Linked DNA regions of Arachis hypogaea: region 1 is linked to region 2. The links are chromatin contacts, called in public Hi-C maps. All regions are on one chromosome and are shown on one strand. Each heading gives the region's core, a stretch centred on a gene start, on an enhancer-like site or on the middle of the called end of the contact. The rest is flanking DNA. Distances are from core to core; before and after follow the strand shown.

Region 1 (3,261 bases), core at 636-3,135, 260 kb after region 2:
AAAAAATGTGATTTCTAATTTCAAATATACATTCTAAGTTTATTAGATTAAACTTTAAAATTAAGAATTTTTACATTTTATTTTCATACGCATGTAATATTAAAAAATTTGATTATAACTATTGTAAAATTTATATATTTTTTTATAAATGAATGATAAATACCATGGTATTCTATTTTAATTAGTACAAAATTATTAAAAAGAAGTTGCAAACATCTATTAAGAGACAACGTCAAAAATTCCCTTTTCTGTTGAGCCAAAAGAAGGTGTCGAAAATACAGACCATTTTTTTTGTTGCCGGTGGTGAAAAGTATAGGGGTTTGAATGATAAGAATCCCCTATAGAAAAGATTTTTAGAATGGAATGTTGTTATTGTAAGAGCTTAGTTGTTCTCCTCCAACTCTGAATTTTTTTGCTATATTTAATGATAGTTGAGCTGCTTTTTTCATCAATAATAAAACAAAAAAACGAGTGAAACCGTTGAAATTGTATATGTAATAAAAATTAAACTAGTTGCTTTCTAAAAAAGTATCCACGTAATTGAAGTTAATATTCAAAATGATTTCTAAAATTTAAAGACAGACTTAATTTGATCCTCAAAATTTCAATTGACTTAATTTGAACTTCCAAATTTAAATAAGTGACTCACGTTAGTCCTTCTGTTAATCTTTGTTAATGGCACGCTTATTTGAACGCTAACGGAGATTAACAGAAAGACTAACGTGAGTCACTTATTTAAATTTGGGGGTTCAAATTGAGTCAATTGAAATTTCGAAGGTTAAATTAAGTCTGTCTTCAAATTTTAGAGGTCATTTTAAATATTAACTCATGTAATTACAAAAATGCAATAAAAGAGATATTTACTGTCCTGAGCGCCAAAAGTTAGTTAATTTAAGGTTAAATTGTGCCAAAAACTCTTGGCGATGGTTAGTTAAGACCTAAATTATGTCCAAATTTAAGGGTGGCAATTTAGTGTGCTTGAGCAAGTTTTAAATAAATATTAGAAGATTAAATTTTGTTTTATGTATGTATTAATTTATTGACTAATGATAAATTTTTATATGAAACTTAGATTCACAACAGATTAGTCTTTAACCTGTTGAATTAAAAATTATCATGAAAAAAAAAGAAGAGAATGACAATGGATATATATCAGAGTAAGGTTTTAATTCAAATTTAATCATATCCACCATCTAAATTCCTCAATCCGGTCTTATTCGACCATATTGGAAAATAAATTTTTTTTATTCAAACAAAATATTTAGTCTTTTCATATTTCAAAATATTAAATATTATTTATGTATAGTTAGTAAATTAAATTAGTAGTTTAGTAGTACTAAGTATTTGCGTAAAAGACAAAAATTATTCAAATTTTTATTCATTTCATCATAATTATATATTTAAAATTATATATTTAATGCATTAAATATATAATTTTTTATTATTATTATTGTTTCTTCTTTAATTATATGTTTTTCTTTGTCACATATGATTATATTTATTTAATTTTTAGAATAATTAATAGTTTAAAAGAAGAATAATGCTAATAACACAAAGTTATTCTATTTAACTCAATATTTATAATTATATATTTATTATATTTAAAATTATTTATTTATTTTAATAATAAATAAAAAATATAAAATAAAAAATAAATACATTTAGAAAGTAAAAAAAAACTATGTAGGCTAGATGAGTAGGGTTTGTTTGGTATCCAAATTCGACCTTATTTGTTATGTGTTGGGTCGCCGGTATGACCGGATTAGATACCTGCAAATATAGATTGTGGTGTTTGCCCTCATTAAACTTAAATATTGGACATTTATTAATAATATATTAATTTTGATATGCTAATAAAAGAAATTCATTATTATAAAATATTTTTAGTGTTTTTTATTTTGGACATGATTTTCTTAATGGGAATGGGAAGTGTATATAATACCGAGCCCATGTTAGGCCCAAAGAAAGATTGATGAACCCGCGCTCCCTATTCTATTCTTCTTCTTCTTCTTCTCATTTTTGCGTTCCGCTCTGTTTTGCAGCAACCAAGCCATTCACGCAAGGTAACTTTTTCTGTTCAATTCTCTCTTCGCATTCTTCTGTAACCTTACACTAAATTCTAAATAATTTTGTAAATCCGCATTATTAAGCTCAACTCTATTTTCCCGCGTTTACGAATTCTCGATTAAATAATCGTATCCTGTTTGCATTCTCAAAATAACCGCAAAATCTCAATTCCTTATGGATCAGTTCATTTGCGGTGCTATTAATTTCTATAATTAGTGTTGCTAAGCTCACCTATCCCCAATTTTCGTACTGAGAAACCTATATGCTATGTAAATAATCAATATAGATTGTATCTTTTGCTGCATCTCTTGCTATTTAGTTCTTTTTAGTGATATTGAACAACAATAGTATAATCCGTAACTAACTAGCTTATTTTTTTAAATCAAAACACTTTACTATAGTTTGTGATTCTTGTATAATTACAAATTTTCTCGAGTCTAAAGCTGGTGTTCTCTCCCTTATAAGAATTGTATCCAAATATGCTTCTCTAGTGCTAACTACCTTACACTCTAAGAGATAGTTTAGTTTCGAAATTAGTTTTACATAATTGAAGGGTACTTGAGTTTGAGCTAGGGTTTATAAGATAGCATTTTTGTGATGAAAAATCATCTGTTTCATTTGGTTGTAAGATAAAATAAACAAGACAGTATTAGTATATTCATGCTATATAGCTTGTTTTTCTTTAATAAAGTTTTTAAATAATTATTCAGTAAATTACTATTTCTAATCATAAAAGATTCAAATGCTCACAAAACTACCCATAAAAGAAAGAAACTAATAGAAGAAAGTAATCAAAATGTTAACCGGGTTTTAACTCCCGGTTAACATTACTACCACTACCAGCCACATACCCATTCTCTTTTCTCCGCCTCCACAGCCCTCCCACTATCACCATCATCAACACCCCCCTCTCCAATCAAACTCATAACCCCCAACAACCACCACCATCAACAATAGCAACCACCGGCCTCAACCCTCTTCCTCCTTGCTTTATCGCATCTCCTCCGCTCAATAAAGAGCTATTTTTAAAGCTGTAAATGATGATAATAATTTTTATTGTGTAGTCTGAGATGGAATTCAAACATTGGCAAAGCTATTGATTCGATTTATTGGTTACATTTCTTTATGCTGAGTTTATGTATCATCAGTATAATCCAATGCAATCCATGATTGTAGACTTTCCATAAATGATGT
Region 2 (3,219 bases), core at 467-2,966:
ACTTCACCTTTTGTTTTGCATTTCTCTCCTTTCTTCCATGTGGTTTGTTATCTGTCTTCTATGGAAGTAACCAGTGTTATGTAGTTGAAACTTTAAAATAGCGAACATAATCATCCTAAGCACAGCCCTTTAGATGATTAGTGTTTCCTAGGGCTGACATACTGTGTTCAAACTTGAAAAGTGTATTTTAAGTTAGTAAAATTGTAATTTTCTTTATATATAGCACTTCGTACAAAAATGTATAGCATCAGTCAAAGAATCCGGTTGATCTATTCTACCATAACCGCTTTTCTGATTGGCTATCGTATGTTGTCTGCATATTACTCTCTTGGGTGCAGCATTTTCCCGAGCCCTATGCGGATGTTTGTGCATCTGGCTTTCCTTGTTTGCAGTATGATATGTAAAACTATAGTACTAGTCTGAGTTTATGAATTTGATGCTAGAATTACATTTCTGCATTGTCTATTTCAGATGGCAGATCCTTTGACTGCTTTGATGTATGCAGTACAAGTCATGAATTTCCTCAAGACACTTGTCGTGAAGACACTGAGAGATAGAGAGGAGTCTATGGTAAATTCCAATCCTGTTTCCAACCTAAATTCTTTTGATGACGATGGGCACCACAGCACTTCACAACTGATCCTAAAAGATGACAGTGAAAGTGAAAAGGATTGTAATGAAGAGGATAAAGAATTTGTTACTGAAGAACCTTCTCAACAAAGCCCTAGTCATGGTACAGAAGACAGCTGTGAAACTGAAAGTGGATCCAAAATTTTAGACAGCTGTGAAACTGAAGGCGGATCCAAAATTTTGACGACATCCACTGAAAATTTCATTTCTAGAGAAAATAGGTTGCTAGTTGATACTTGTCCGTGCAATCTCGTCTCGCAGCTTTGTTCTATGGCAATCGGACTTCAGGACTCTAACAACCTTGCTTCTGCTGAGTGTAAGGAGGATCAATCAAATATCTGCAAGAGCAAAAGCCTTCAACTGAATACTTCTAAGTTGATTGACCTTCCAGCAGCAGGATCCACAGAGAAGAACCTTGGAACCTCAATTATTGGCCGTATAAATTCAAGAACGGAGTTGGCCGAAGCTTGGCGTTGAGCCATTGAATGCCATTTGATTTTCTTGATTTGCTGCCTGTGGAACAGATAGCAGAAGATAAATAGTACTCCCAAGGATAATTGAGAGCATTCGCATTGTTGGAGTACTCACATAAATTCCTTCGGTGAAGAGATTAGAGGGTGGATGGGATAACCACTTGTAAAGAGGTCTGTGTGTGTTTTTCTACGTTTGGAACTGTAGTGTTTTTCCTGTTATTGTTTTTGGGTGAGGTTCTTAGCCATGTTTGTTCATTCTATTTCATTAACCAAGCAGAGTTCTAACACACTATTTTTTCTCTCCTCTCTCAAGTATAGAGTTTAACGAATTCTGAATTGCTACATGCTCCTCATTTGGACCAATTCATTACTATTGATCACTAAAAGACTGCATGTTCTTACTTTGGAGCCATGCTTATCCTCTTAGGATAATGATACTATTACCTGACAATCTTGAAATATTGGGATAAAAACGTTGGGTAAGAATGTAAACGAGATTACGAGAATAAGGAGCCAAAAAATCATAATCAACGAATGCAGCCAATTGCATCGTAAAAATAAGTGTCACAATGTAGAATTCATTTAAGCAAGAATTTTCCCAAATCTGATTGGTGTGTATCTTCAAACGTTTCTCTTCACAAGATAAATAGATAGTGATCGCGATTTCATAATAAGAATATGTAATGGAGATATAAAAAACTATTTGGAATAATAATAGTGCCCCATATTCTCAAATATATTAGAAAAATAGGGATTTCATTCCCAGAGTGATAAGGTCATCTCGTGCATGGCACGGGAGTTGAACTAAGCCAAGAAGTAAGAAAAGAAACCACGTAGAGAGAGAATGAAGAAAAAGATCGTTGTGGATAAACAAGATAGAGAGAGAAATAGCAACTAGCACTAGCAGGCACCAGGTTGAGCCTCTCAGCTTCTGCCTTCTGCAGTGAACAAACATGGAGGCAGTACACTTGTCTGCTGTTGCCTCCTGCCATTTCTCCACTTCTTCCTTCTCTCACAACCGAACCTTGTACACTTCTTCTTCTTCTTCTTCTTCTTCTTCTTCTTCTTCTTCTGTCAAACCAAATACGCTATGCTCTCCTTGGATTGGTTCAACCACACCCACTACTTCCTTTTCCACCCGAAACTTGTTCACGGTAAGTTCCAGAAACAGCAATTAATCTCCGAGTATTTCGAAGCAAGTTTGAAACTTTCATAGCATTCAGCTAAAAGAGAATTCGCTTGTGATTGATTTGGCCAAATGGGTCACTTGCAGAATGAGATATGGAGTTGGGTGAACTCCAAAAGCGTTACTGTGAGAAGGGACATGCGCGGAGTGGTGAGGGCTGAGATGTTTGGGCAATTGACCAGTGGCCTTGAGGCTGCGTGGAGCAAACTCAAAGGGGAAGGTTGGTTCTCACTTTCCATTTTTGTTTCTCAAGGGTTATTAGATATTCGTTGCTTGCATACTATGTTGCACATACAAAATACGATAGCGGAAAATTTTATGGAAAAAAATGGTCACAAAGTTAAGTAGTTTAGGTAGAGCAATATTTTATGTAGATACCCATACCATACCATATAGATGAGCAAAAACAAAGTATTTGTTTATCATAGTTCACATGTTATTTAGGGCCCCACAACGGTTTGTGGAGTGTTTAATGAGTTAATCAATTGTGTTATGGATTTCGTTCATTGGGGTGTGTTTGGTTGTGGTGTGCAGAGGTTTTAACAAAAGAGAATATTGTGGAGCCTATGCGTGATATCAGGAGAGCTCTTTTGGAAGCAGATGTAAGATGCTTTTGAGAGTTTGGTACTTTACATGATCCTTTGTGCAAATGGTGTTTATTAGGTAAGGTGAGTTTTGTTGTTGGCAGGTTAGTCTTCCTGTTGTAAGAAGGTTTGTGCAAGCTGTCACAGATCAGGCTGTGGGTGTTGGCCTCATTCGAGGAGTGAGACCAGATCAGCAATTGGTTAAGGTAAAATTATTTATTTATGATTGGAAACTCGTGCCAAGAGAAAGTCTAGGATTACTAGCAATTTTTCAAAGTTTAAATCACCGTGTTACACACATTCAAATTCAGTAGTCTAAAAGTTGTTTTCAAATTCAACTACTTCT

Evidence for each region. A called contact is a pair of places that touch in the nucleus more often than the background predicts.
Region 1: a contact with region 2 is called in a Hi-C map of leaf, with 2.5 times the contacts expected there. The contact joins the promoter of LOC112696701 here to the promoter of LOC112696699 in region 2. A contact is called at or near these places in 2 of 8 Hi-C or Micro-C datasets (both in leaf).

What each region holds. Positions count from the first base shown.
Region 1 is chr6:72,868,689-72,871,949 of arahy.Tifrunner.gnm2.J5K5, forward strand. LOC112696701 (replication protein A 14 kDa subunit B) reads left to right here and starts at 1,886. Exons shown (of 3, transcript XM_025749535.3): 1 at 1,886-2,063.
Region 2 is chr6:72,611,030-72,614,248 of arahy.Tifrunner.gnm2.J5K5, forward strand. LOC112696699 (signal recognition particle subunit SRP54, chloroplastic) reads left to right here and starts at 1,717. Exons shown (of 15, transcript XM_025749529.3): 1 at 1,717-2,257; 2 at 2,377-2,509; 3 at 2,824-2,891; 4 at 2,978-3,079. The coding sequence starts at 2,057. LOC112696700 (rho GTPase-activating protein 4) reads left to right here. Exons shown (of 5, transcript XM_025749533.3): 5 at 472-1,489. The coding sequence ends at 1,107.